Linked DNA regions of Macaca mulatta: region 1 is linked to region 2. The links are chromatin contacts, called in public Hi-C maps. All regions are on one chromosome and are shown on one strand. Each heading gives the region's core, a stretch centred on a gene start, on an enhancer-like site or on the middle of the called end of the contact. The rest is flanking DNA. Distances are from core to core; before and after follow the strand shown.

Evidence for each region. A called contact is a pair of places that touch in the nucleus more often than the background predicts.
Region 1: a contact with region 2 is called in a Hi-C map of liver, with 3 times the contacts expected there. The contact joins the promoter of IL22RA1 here to the promoter of IFNLR1 in region 2. A contact is called at or near these places in 2 of 14 Hi-C or Micro-C datasets (blood and liver).

Annotation. Positions count from the first base shown.
Region 1 is chr1:216,807,593-216,814,293 of T2T-MMU8v2.0, forward strand. IL22RA1 (interleukin 22 receptor subunit alpha 1) reads left to right here and starts at 5,349. Exons shown (of 9, transcript XM_077969891.1): 1 at 5,349-5,430. It overlaps IFNLR1 (interferon lambda receptor 1), which reads left to right. Exons shown (of 7, transcript XM_015131243.3): 7 at 1-1,854.
Region 2 is chr1:216,770,818-216,777,732 of T2T-MMU8v2.0, forward strand. IFNLR1 (interferon lambda receptor 1) reads left to right here and starts at 5,305. Exons shown (of 7, transcript XM_015131243.3): 1 at 5,305-5,593. The coding sequence starts at 5,536.

The DNA of each region.
Region 1 (6,701 bases), core at 4,099-6,598, 37 kb after region 2:
ATCCCTGTTTGGACAGCACGTTAGGCCCTTGGTTGACTACTGTGTTCCAGAGAAGTCCCATTCTCCCTTCTGGTTATAAGAAACCAGTGCCTTCTAGATTCAGGTGACCATCCTTACCTGGGGCTGCTCATGTATCCTCAGCTAACCTACACCCAGCAGAATATAGATGAGCACAGCTGAGTTTTCACCCGGAGGACCAAAGTGTTTTGTGGTGGAGGACCTGAACAACCTTGGCTCTGTGGCCATTCAACCTGCCAGGACTAACGTTTCTGGATTTGTGAAGAAGGGATCTTCAAAGCCATTGAACCCAGAGAGCTGTGTTGTTTTAAAGCCACCACAAGGGTACAGCATTAAATGACAGAACTGGAAAAGCTTCTTAGGGCATCTCATCCAGGGCTTCTCAAACCATGTCCCCCAAAGGCCTTGGATCGCATTGCAGGGAGTGCCATGGGGCTATGGGAGCCTCCCATTTTCACCAGAGCAGTCTCACTGTGTCCTGATTTACATACTGTGGCTTTCCACATAAGGTTTTGTTTAGAGGGCTTCCACTACTCAAGAAAAAGTTAGCAAACCACTCCTTTTGTTGCAAAGGAGCTGATGTCCAGGGTGGTAAAGGCACTTGCCCCAGGTCACCCAGCAGTGCTGCTCTGAAGACTTATTGTGCACATCCCCAAGGGTTAGAGCTTCGATCTCTGCACAGCCGGGCCAACCTCTGACCCCTTGTCCATGTCAGTAAAAGATGAAGGTCACAGCCAGGATTTCTAAGGGTCAGGAGGCCTTCACCACTGCTGGGGCACACACACACACACATATACACACACACATACAACACACACCTGTGTCTCCCCAGGGATTTTCCCTGCAGTGAGGCTTGTCCACAAGATTGAGCTCAGAAGAGGAAGAACAAACAAACCACAGAGCTGGGGAGGGCTGTGGCTCGGGGCCAGCTCCCAGGGAAATTCCCAGACCTGGACCAATGTTCTCTCTGGAACCAGCCGAGCTGCTTCGTGGAGGTAATTTCAAAAAAGTAAAAGCTATCATCAGCATCATCTTAGGCTTGTATGAAATAACCACTCCGTTTCTATTCTTAAACCTTACTATTTTTGTTTTGTTTTTTTGAGTCGGAGTTTTGTTCTTGTTGCCTCGGCTGGAGTGCAGTGGTGAGATCTCGGCTCACTGCATCCTCTACCTCCCGGGTTCAAGTGATTCTCCTGCCTCAGCCTCCCAAGTAGCTGGGATTACAGGTGCCCACCACCACACCTGGCTAATTTTTTTGTATTTTTAGTAGAGACGGGGTTTCATCATGCTGGCCAGGCTGGTCTCAAACTCCTGACCTCAGGTGAACCGCCTGCTTTGGCCTCCCAAAGTGCTGGGATTACAGGCATGAGCCACCGCGCCCAGCCAAACCTTACTATTTTTTTTTAAAGAATTTTTCCAGAGTTTAATTTCTGACATAGCTGGAGTTTTCTAGTAACTCTAAACTCCATCTCCTTTATCGTCATTAAGTCATTGACAAAAAGCCAGGAGAAGCTTAGGAAAGTGCATGATAATCAGTATGATAATTTGCCTTGTGTGGTCAGCACTTAACTGTTTACAAAGCCCTTTCACATGCACAGCGGGTGGGAACTGTGTGGTGTGGGCTGGGCCTGCACTGGAAGCACATCCTGTGAAAAGTGTTCGTGCCTTAGGTGAAGCAACATGTATCACTTTAGAGTACTAACAGTATATGTTGTTCTTACGTATTGGTATTTATTTCTATTTTTGCTATGTTTATGTCATATTTAAATGATACCCAACTGCTTGTTGGTATACCCTAAACTGTTTAAATAAAGAGCTCTATTTTTAAGGAAAAAACGTACAATTGAATGGAAAAGTGTATGCTCTTATCCTTTTGTGAGACAGGATCTCACTCTGTCGCGTATGCATGCACCACCAGGCCTGATTGATTTTTTTGTTTTTGTAGAGATGGAATCTCCCTGTGTTGCCCAGGCTGGTCTCAAACTCCTGGGCTCAAGCAATCCTTCCCTCCTTGGCCTCCCAAAGTGTTGGTTGGGATTACTGGTGTGAGTGACTGTGCCTGGCCTATTCTCTTACTTTTCAAAGGCTCCTCACCTCTCCTCTGGGAAACCTAGCTGTTAAGACTACAAGGGCCGGCCAAGCAGGGTGGCTCATACCTGTAATGCCAGCACTTTGGGAGGCCGAGGCAGGCGGATCACAAGGTCAGGAGATCACGACTGTCCTGGTTAACACGGTGAAACCCCATCTCTACTAAAAATGCAAACAATTAGCCGAGCCTGGTGGTCGGCGCCTGTAGTCCCAGCTACTCAGGAGGCTGAGGCAGGAGAATGGCGTGAACCCGGGAGGCGGAGCTTGCAGTGAGCCAAGATCACACCACTGCACTCCAGCCTGGGTGACAGAGCGAGACTCCATCTCAAAAAATAAAAAACAAAAAAACAAAAAACACTACAAGGTCTTGAGTTGGGTCCCCAGAAGCAAACCCAGAGAAAAGGTAGAAAGGTAGAAAGCAGTGCAGTGATCCAGGTAACGCCAGGAGGGGAGTGTGGAGGCAAGATGGGGTGGTGGGGGAGGGAGGGCGGCCAGGCAAAGTGTGTCATCAACAGGTCCCTGCTGTGGGCAGCTGAACCTCAATGCCCCTGGAAAGCTCTGGAAGTCAATGTGGGATGCACTTCAGATTTGGTCCTCCTGCCAGGGACAGGAGCCAGGGAATCTAGCTACTCCCTCCCATCAGTCCAGTGTGGAGGCCGTTCCCTGAGGCAGAGTTGCAGGTACTTGCATTTGGAATCCACCAAGCTGAGTGCACAAGAGAGGGGAGTGCCATGGGGCTGAGGGCAGGGTCCCCAGCCAGTATCCCTTGTTGCAGTGAGGCTGGAGCTGACGGCTCACCCAACTGCAACTATGGTCCATGAAAGGATATGGAACAGCACCTGTGTGACTAACCTTGCACTCCCAAACTCATTCCAGCGGCTCTCCATTAGCGAGGGTCTCCCAGTTTCCAGCGACTCTCATAAGACCACCTGGTGACTGTCTAGCACTGTGCCCACAGTTGTCACCACTTATTGGTGCCAGGGTATGTGCTAGACCCAAGCCTAGCTGATCCTACAAGTCCGTCTCCCTGGAATTCAATAGTCTCCCTGGCTGGCTGGGCCTGGAGCAGGTACCTTCCAACCTGCCACGGCTGCATTTCCCAGTCTAAGGAACAGTCTGCAGACAAGACAAGAAAGCAGCCACTACCATGTGGGCTGCCAAGACAAGAAACAGTAACCCCTGCTTCTGGTCCCTTCCCCAGGTGCAGCTGCACCCCCAGCCTCGGCTTCATCCCACCTTTAAAAATCTTTTTTTCGAGACAGGGTCTCTCTCTCTTACCCAGGTTAGAGTACATGATCTCAGCATCTCAGCTCACTGCAACCTCCACCCACCAGGTTCAAGTGATTCTTGTGCCTCAGCCACCCAAGAAGCTGGGATTACCGGTGTGCACCACCACGTTCTGCCAATTTTGGGTGTTTTGTTTTGTTTTGTTGTGTTTTTTTGTTGTTGTTTTTTGTTTTGTTTTGTTTGAGATGGAGTCTCACTCTGTTGGCTCACTGCAACCTCCTCCTCCCAGGTTCAAGCAATTCTCCTGCCTCAGCCTCCCAAGTAGCTGGGATTATAGGCGCTCGCCACCATGCCCAGCTAATTTTTGTATTTTTAGTAGAGACGGAGTTTTGCCATGTTGGTGTATGTATATATATATATGTTTTTTTTTTTTTTTTTTTAGTAGAGACAGGGTTTTGCCATGTTGCCCAGGCTGGTCCTGAACTCCTGGTCTCAAGTGATCTGCCTACCTCGGCCTCTGAAAGTGCTAGGATTACAGGAGTGAGCCACTGTGCCCAGCTAGTTTTTGTATTTTTAGTAGAGACGGGGTTTCGCCATGTTGGCCAGGCTGGTCACTCCCCTCCCAAAGTGCTGGGATTACAAACATGCGCCACCACGCCTGGCCCCCCGCATCCTATGTACAAGTCCATGAAAGAAACCAGAATATGTTACCCCCAAATATGCCTCTTTGACACGGTATTTTTGAATATTTTTTAGCTAAGGTAGTTAAGAAGCAGCAAATAGTGGAAGAGCTCCCCTCTTTCCACCTAAAGCCAGGTTATAAAATTCTTTACTGGAGACAACTTTTACAAACCTTATGCCATCAGTTTACTCCCATTCACTTACCTTCTCAGAGGTTCCAGGAGCCTAAATCTACTTTCATTTGTCTTGCCACTTCTCTAAAATGTATTGTGTTTTTTTTTTCCCCCCCGGTTCCCCTTGTGGGATATGTTGAGGTTTCTCTTCAAATAATCTGATCCATCTTTTATTCTTTAATTCATAGTACCCCCACTCCACTTTCCTTTTTCTCCTTTTTTTCTTTTTTGCCTTTGTTCGATGCCCAGGCACACCACAGCACCAGGCGTTGTCAGTACCAGCTCACATTCCTTTCCTTATTTGGAAAGAAGACTAACTTTCTAGCTCATTACAGGCACCCCTTCCCCTTCCTCTCCACTTTCTTTTACGTGCCCACCTTATGTAAAAAAGTTCAAATGTTTAGCCAACCGGGATTCGTTTAGATTGTACAACCCGACCCCGACCAATGGGGAAAGAGTACAGGACTTGCGTCAGAAATAAAGGCTCTCGTGCCCTTTGTTCAGGTGTGCTCTCGTGGTGACTGGCCAAGGAGGCACCCCTCTGCGCAGAAGTAAAATTACTTTGCTAAGAATCCTTTGTTCGAGTGTTCAATTTCCTCGGGATTTTGAGCGTTATTCCCGGCGCTGTTTTGTCAGGATGAAATTTATTGTTCTTTACTGAAGATGCTCTCTAAGCCAGAGTCACAAGCCACTGCACCATCACCTTTGTTTGAGGTTACTCCCTCGTGATGTGTGCCGCACATATTACAGACTTGTTTTCCTCTTGTTAATCTGTCTTTTGTTACAGGGGGATCTGTCCCTACTATGAACACTTGAGGTTTTGAAATTATATTTCCTCTCCTGCCCCAGTATTTAAGCCAGGGCTTTCTATTACGTGTAACCAAATGTCCTTGCTAATTCACAAAGACAAGGAGACAGTGAATCCACCTCCCGGGTTCAAACGATTCTCCTGCCTCAGCCTCCCAAGTAGCTGGGATCACAGGCACCTGCCACCACGCCCGCTTTGGCCAGCTTCGGGTATCTGGTCCTTTCCAGGAAACAGGAAAGGACGTCCTCTCCAGGTGACCCGCCCTCCTCCTCCCCCTCCGCCTGCGCCTCCGCCTCCGCCTCCTTCTCCGCCTCCTCCTCCTTCTCCGCCTCCTCCTCCTCCTCCTCCTCCTCCTCCTCTCTCCCCTCGACCCAGCACGGTCGCCACCCTTGAGCTTCTCCGGGCCTGTCTGCTGCCACCTCCTGGACATTAGTGGTATGTCAGGGCGCGGTCTTACCTGAACCGGGCTCAGGGAGCCTGGAGAGGGGAGGGCTGGGGTAATAGACGTCCTGAAAACTTCCTTTAGGAAAGGGGTTACTTTTCCTCTTGGCACCAGCACCTGGCACAGAGTGGAAGCTTGGGATTGAGTAGGTGAATGAAAGAATAAGAATAAGAGAGTGAATTGGCATATGAATTGGAGTCAGTAAGTGGACGGCTGTGGCTGACTTACGTATAAGGTTTCAGGAGCTCTCGCATGCGATGATACCATCCTGATCCCAAATTCCTGTTGCCCGTGGGTGCCCGTCCTCCCTCACCCAGCATCTGCTGTGAGAGGGCACTGGTGCTGCTCAGCGAGCATAGCGATGTTGGAGGGAGTACGTGGGAGACAGAACAGGACCTTAACACTTGGGCTGGAATTCATTATTCTGTAATTGATTGTTTCCCATGTTATTTAGGGTTTGATCAACGGCTGCTGAGCTCATTCCTGTGTGCCTAAAGCGGAGCTGAAGTAATGAGGGTTGGGCTTTTGTTTTTTTTTTTCTAGAAAAACAGACTAGAAGCTATATCTAAATGCGTGAGTCAGCTCCACGAGTCAGTTCCTCAAGAGATACTGATTGACACCAGAACCGGTTCCAGCCCCGGGAGCCCCACCCTTGGCGTGTGACGCTACGTGACACGGAGGTGTGATGGCTTTATATAGGCTGAGTCTTTTTATTTCCCCCTAACTGCTTCTTTAAGTGGATGAAGAGGAGAAGGTCGCGAGGAGTGCCCTGCCCTGGTGGACAAAACCATCAGCATGTGGCGGGAGGCCCCTCTCTAGGAGAGTGGTGACTCCAGGGTGAGACATATCCCGCCCCATTCTGAGTCTGTTTCTCCAGGTGCTCAGCGGACCATCTGGGAAGCCAGAGTCCAGTAGGAGCCTGGAGCCTCCACACACCCATCTCTGAGCTCTAGGCCCCTTCTTCTAAGAGGCAACCTGCAGGATGCAATGCCGTTACTTTCTCCAGCCCTGGAATTGGGCCTCAGAAATGATAGCCAACTCAAACTTCTTTTTATTCCCCGAGTTGGAGTCTTGCTCTGTCATCCAGGCTGGAGTGCAGTGGTGCAATCTTGGCTCTCTGCAACCTCTGCCTCCTGGTTCAAATGATTCTCCTGCTTCAGCTGCCTGAGTAGCTGGGATTACAGGTGCCTGCCACCACGCCCGGCTAATTTTTGTATTTTTAGTATGATGGGTTTTTGCCATGTTGGCCAGACTGGTCTCGAAC
Region 2 (6,915 bases), core at 4,055-6,554:
ATCTCATATTCACGCTCACATTCAGCTCTTAGAGCAGCTGGTCCCTGCACTTGCTCCTTTTCTCTCCACGTGTCCCCCAAAACTGTCTGTTAAAACCCAGCCCCAGTTGGCTCTTACATTTTGCCTCCTCTCCTGCCTTTTCCCATGTCCATTAACCCAATCCTATGGGATACTTTGCCAGCCCGCGCATAATTATCTTAGTAGACAGGAGAGGGAGAAGCTGTGAACTCTCTCTCTCTCTCTCTCACCCACACACACACACGGTAATGTGGTTTTGTTTACCCTGTTGCATATTATTATTATTATTTTATTTTATTTTATTATTTTTGAGACAGAGTTTTGCTGTCATTGCCCAGGCTGGAGGCCAGTGGCACAATCTCGGCTCACTGCAACCTCCACTTCCCAGGTTCAAGTGATTCTCCTGCCTCAGCCTCCCAAGTAGCTGGGATTACAGGCACGAGCCACCACGCCCGGCTAATTTTTGTGTTTTTAGTAAAGATAGAGTTTCACCACATTGGCCAGTCTGGTCTCAAACTTTTGACCTTAGGAGATCCACCCACCTTGGCCTCCCAAAGTGTTGGGATGACAGGCGTGAGCTACTACGCCCAGCCACATTATTTTTTAAACATTATTCTTGGAGACAACAGAAGACTGTAAAATCCCAGCTATGGAGGGGAGTATGACAGCAGAGTCATACTTTCAAAAGAGACACTGAGGTCTTCTAACTATGAGTCATATGCCAAGTTCAAGTCAGTAAACACTTAGTGAGTGGCTAAGGTGTGGCAGATAAGAACCAGGAGTGGGACTGAGTTGTGTAGGGCATATGAAATTGTGTTTGACTGAGCCCCGTTCAGCAAAGGTTTGCTTACTCACATTTCATTGAGCATCTACTATGTGCCAGGCCCTGAGCGAGTCATTAGAGATGTATCCAAGAAGTAAGATATTCAGTGCACAAAAATGATGATATTGTGATTAATTTGTATCAAAGAGACTGCTATGGTTTGAATGTGGCCTTCAAAATTCATGTGCTGGAAACTCAATCCCCAGGGCAACAGTGTTGGGAAGTAGGGCCTGGTGGGAAGTGTTTAGGTCATGAGGGCTCTGCCATCGTGAATGGATTAATGCGTCCACAAAAAGGGCTTGTGAGAATGGGTTCTCTCTCTCTCTCTTTCTCCTCTTCTGCCATGTGAGGACATGGTGTTCCTCCCCTTCAGGCGATGAAACATTCAGGGTGCTGTCATGGAAGCAGAGAGACTGGGTCGTAACCTGAAGGCATCCTGAGCTTGAACTTCCCAGCCTCCAGAGCTGTGAGAAATAAATTTCTGTTCTTTGTAAATAACTCACTCTGCAGTATTTTGTTACAGCAGCACAAAATGGAATAAGTCAGAGACATACATGGAGATTGGGTACAAATCAAAGACAGTGGTTAAGAAAGGCTCCCTGAGGAAGTGGCACGTGAGCTGAGACTGGAAGCGAGAATAGGGGCCTGCTGGAAGACTAGTGGCAGATAAGCCTGGGAAGGAAATTCCTGCCACGGGGACCAGTGTTTGAAAAGGCCAGGGGGCAAGAGAAAGAAGGGAACTGGAAGTCTCTGTGGCGGAACACAGAGAACTGGTGGGGAACTTCAAAAGGTGGATGGAGGCTGCATTGTGAAAACATTTAACAGCTGCGTAAGAGATTTTGAGCCTCAAGCCGAGGACCAGAGACTTTTAACATGAGCCCCACAGGCCCTTAGGGGTTGTGATATGGTTTGTTCTAAACATAGAAAAGCTCAGTTGTGGTGCGACAGATGTTGGGTCCTCCAACAGTGAAGGAAATCGGCTTCTTCCACCCAGTGGTGTGCTGGAGTTGGCTCGTACAGGCTCAGGAGCCAGTTGTGCACATTTCTTCCTTTGTGTTTTTTGTTTTTGTTTTTGTGTTTGTGTTTGTTTTGAGATAGAGTCTCTCTCTGTCGCCCAGACTGGAGCACAGTGGCACGATCTCGACTCACTACAAGCTCTACCTCCTGGGCTCACACCATTCTCCTGCCTCAGCCTCCCGAGTAGCTGGGACTACGGGCGCCCGCCACCACACCCGGCTAATTTTTTTGTATTTTTAGTAGAAACGGGGTTTCACCATGTTAGCTAGGTTGGTCTCGATCTCCCGACCTCGTGATCTGCCCGCCTCAGCCTCCTAAAGTGCTGGGATTACAGGCGTGAGCCACCGCGCCTGGCCACATTTCTTCTTATCTCCGTGTTCAGTGACCTCACATTTGCTAGCTGCAAGTCAGCCACAGTGGGGATATTCACACCACGAAGGTGGGCAAACACAAGAAAGCAGGACTTTTACCCCATCCCCTAAACCCCCAACCAGTTGTGAAACATTTATCAGCACCACTGCTTCGTACCTAATATTCCAACTCAAAGAGGAAGCTGGCTCTCCAGCGCGCCCGCTGTTTCGCTCAGGAGCGTTGAGAGGTTAGCGCCATGACCTTTGCAAATCAGGAAGTGATTAAGACTGGGGAGGTTTGCTCTTGTTTGCCCTTAAGAAAGCAAGAGCCTGGGTAGCAGAAGTTTTAAAACCACAAGCTTTGAGGACAGACTGAGTTCCAGATCGCAGCCCTGTCACTATAATTAGCTGTGTGACCTAAGCAAGGAATATAACCTCTCCCAGTTTCATCTGTTAAAAGGGGATGTTAATAATAATATCCACATAGGGTTGTTGTGAAGATTAAATACTATATGTAAACTGCAGTGCCACTATATAACAAAGACTCAATAAAGATTCATGCAACCGGATGTTTGGGATAAAGAGATATCAATAGAGATATACTCATTTTATTCCAGAATGGATGAATTGTCAGTATTTGAGATACCTGAAAGAAATTGAAGCAATATATTGAGGACCTAAGTAGAGGCAAGGTCATGGCAACTGGCTGAGATTTTCTGATCAGCATCTATAGATGACATATTTTTTTAAGGTTTTGAAAGATCCAACTTGGCCAAGCGCGTAGTCACAAAATGTCTCTTGAAGGATCAAGGCATCTGAACACACAATTTCCTAACTCGAAACTATGGGCGGTGGGGGAGGTGGGGGAAGAGGAACGAGAGAACAAACATGTGACAAACAAATTGTCAAAAAAGAGCAGGTGCCAGTTTCAGACGCATGGCACAGGAGCCCATGGGTGGAGCAGCTGGCAAATGAAGATATTTCTGCCTCCGCTGCTGAACCGCTCCAAGTGCAGTGGGATTCTGGGTCTGAAAGAGTTGCAGTTGCTGGGTGGAGATGAAAGTCAACATTTCAGGGCCGGGTGCGGTGGTTCATGCCTATAATCCCAGCACTTTGGAAGGCCGAGGTGGGCAGATCACTTGAGGCCAGGAGTTCGAGATTAGCCTGGCCAACATGGTGAAATCCCGTCTCTACTAAAAATACAAAAATTGGCTGGGCGTGGTGGCTCACACGCATGAGAATCACTTGAACCAATAGGTAGAGGTTGCAGTGAGCCATGATCGCGCTACTGCGCTCCAGCCTGGGTGACAGAGTCTCTGTCAAAAAGAAAAAAAAAAAAGCAAGAAAGTAAGAAAGTAAAAAAAAAAAAGCAAGAGAGAGAGAGAAAGAGAGAAGAAAGAAGGAAAGGAAGGAAAGAAGGGAGGGAGGGAGGGAAGGAGGGACGGAAGAATGAAGGAGAAAAGAAAGTCAACAGTCAACATTTCAGAGACCCCAAGATACCGACACTGACCGTGCCTGCTACTCTTCCATCCTCCTCCACCCTGCACCTTTGAGGTGGGATCGCGTCTTCTGTAAGCAGGGCTTTGTTAAGAGGTCCTAATTAAGGCCAGGCCCAGTGGCTCATGCCTGTAATCCCAGCACTTTGGTAGGCCGAGGCCGGCAAATCACCTGAAGTCAGGAGTTCAAAACCAGCCTGCCCAACATGGTGAAGCCCCGTCTCTACAAAAATACAAAAATTAGCTGGGCATGATGGCAGGTGCCTGTAATCCCAGCTACTTGGGAGGCTGAAGTGGGAAAATAGCTTGAACCTAGGAGGCAGGGTTGCAGTGAGCGGAGATCACACCATTGCATTCCAGCCTGGGTGACAGAGCTTCCATCTCAAAAAAAAAAAAAAAAAAAAAAAAAGTGGTCCTGATTAAGCAGAAGCCTTAGATTCTAGTCCCAGAAGCATCCTGAAATTTCCAAAAGAAATTTTCCCCGTGGTCAAACTCAGAGAAACTTTTGGATCCACCAAGCTCTGTGAAAATCATTTTCTCTTCCAAAAATGATGGGATCAAAGCTGATCCCAGTTTCAAATAATTATCAAAAAATTGGAAACGAAATATGATCAGAAAAGAAGAAAGTTGAAAAAATCCTCATCACCCAAAGACAACAACCATTAATATTTTGGTGGTTACTATTCCAAATCCGTTTCTACGCATACAGATAGACAGACACACGCACACACATAGTTGTTTTGTTTTGTTTTGTTTTTTTGAGACTGAGTTTCACTCTGTGGCCCAGGCTGGAGTGCAGTGGGGCGATCTAGGCTCACTGCAACCTCAGCCTCCTGGGTTCAAGCGATTCTCCTGCCTCAGCCTCCCTGATAGCTGGGATTACAGGCATGCGCCACCACGCCCGGCTGATTTTTTGTATTTTTAGTAGAGATGGGGTTTCACCATGTTGGCCAGGCTGGTCTCAAACTCCTGATCTCAGGCGATCCACCCGCTTCAACCTCCCAAAGTGCTGGGATTACAGGCGTGAGTCACCGCGCCCGGCTACACACACACTTTTGTAATGGGCATATATTTTAGCACTCGCTTTTCTTTTTCTCAGTGTGTTGCAAACACCTCGGTGTCGATACACACCATTCGGCAACGTCCTCCTAAAGGGCCGCAGAATATTGCGCGTCGTGGCGTGTGCCTTACGGGGAAGCTACTAGCTACTGTCCAGTTGAACACCACAGGCTTCGGGGTCAGAAGACAGCTTTCCCCAGAACAAGCACCTGAAGCTCTGGGGCCTGCCGCTCTCCGGGAGAGAAGTACGTGGAGGACGGCAGCACGCACCCCCAGGGATCCCAGGGGGCATTCAAGGTAATCGCGTGTGTAACGCTAAACGCGCTCGGAAACGTGCTCGGATCCCACCAATGGCATCTGAGGCCGCGTAGCCAAACCGGCCTTGAACTCTCCCTAGTCCTGCCCAAATGGCACATCCTGGAGCACTGGATTGACCGTGGGTTATTGATCATCAGCCGGTTTCCTCCCCTCCCCTGCCCTTCCCACGTGCACGGATTTACTGATATTTTTTCCCCGGAAATTGAGTAAAACAAAACTAAGCGCAGATGAAGCGGAGGTACGGGCGGGTTTCGAGCGCGGGGGCCGGCGCGCTCCCTCCCCACGGCGGGGCTGTCCCCGGGGACCCGCCCAGTGAATCCCGGGCGGCAGGGACGGGCCCGCGGCTCTGCGGGCCATTGGCTGCCGACTGCGTCACCTGCCCGCGGTGGGGTAGAAGGAGGGAGGCCGGAGGCGGGGACCTGGGCCCGGGCGGGGACGCCGCGGCGGGGAGGCCATGGCGGGGCCTGAGCGCTGGGGCCCCCTGCTCCTGTGCCTACTGCAGGCCGCTCCAGGTAAGGGCGCGGGGCCGCGGGAGGGCGGGGGAAGAGGGCTCCCCGGGCCGGGCCGCGCCCACCCTCGGACCCGGAGCTCCTGGGACAGGCAAGGGGTCCGCAGCCACCCGAGCCAGGTGAGAATCTGCCCTGCCTACGCGCCCCCAGTTAGCTTCTTCCCAGGACGGAACAGAACCGGGTCTTTGAAATTCCTCTCCCGCAGGAAACTAATCCAGTTTCCTAATGCTTCCAGCTTCAGGAGAACAGGAAAAAAGACAGCGACAGTTTTATACTGCATCTTCTTTTTTAATAAAGTGCTTTTTAATGTTTCCTAAAGAAAGCACTGATCCCTGTGTGAAAACCACACTCGACCCTAAAGTGTAGGCAGTAGGGAAGGTGGGACCGATTGATGTCCCTTCCCATTCCTGCCAGGCCTCCGGTGGGACAGAGCTCTGGTTTCGCCTGTGCCCTGCTTCCTAACAAGACACCTTTTTTCCCCCACCTCTACTGTTAAGTAAGGTGTCGGTACAAAATTCCTTGCCGTAGGACCCAACCACCAAACCTCACCGCCCACCACTCCAACCAAAGCAGGGAGGAGAAGGTCCAGAAATTGCCCCCAGATATTTTCCTAGTCTTGGACTCACAGTTTGAAGAGTTGGTAAGGTCCCTGGGCGTAATCCAATCATCATAAAAGTCAATATTTATTGAGCAACTTCTTTGTGCCAGGCGCCACATTATTCTAGAAGCCTCACAGTCCAGCCATCCTAGGAGGTAGATATTATTGTCACTTTTCCGATGGGGAAACTGAGGCTCTGAGCAATTCAGGGAATTGCTTAAGAAGGACGGCAGAGGTGAGGCACACAGAAGACAGAAGATGGGCTGAAGCAAGCCTGGCTAGGTCTGGCCTCTGGGGTAGGCACCTGGGATAGGCTGTCCATCCACTTGGTCACCAGGCCAGCCAGGGATGCCCCAGGCCACAGTGCCCACAGCAGCGTTCTCTGTGGCTGATGAGGAGCAGTGTACCTGTGTGTGGAGGGAGGGTGGGGTCTTCTGTTCCCCTTTCACTGTCAAGCCCAGACCTTCTTGTACTTTCATCTGATAAATATTTAATATACACAACACTGACTGTGGTGCGATGATTTAGGAGTAAGTACAGCCAGATCTACGTTCAAATACTGGCTCCTGTGTAGCCTCAGGCAAGTTAGTTAGCATCTGTCTCTAAGTCTAGTGCCCTTTCCATGGAAGCAGAATGAATGACACCACCCCATAGGGTGGTCTGTCCCAAGGATCACTGAGGTTTTGCGTGTAAAGAGCCAAACTAGTGCCTGGCATCCTTTGAAGGC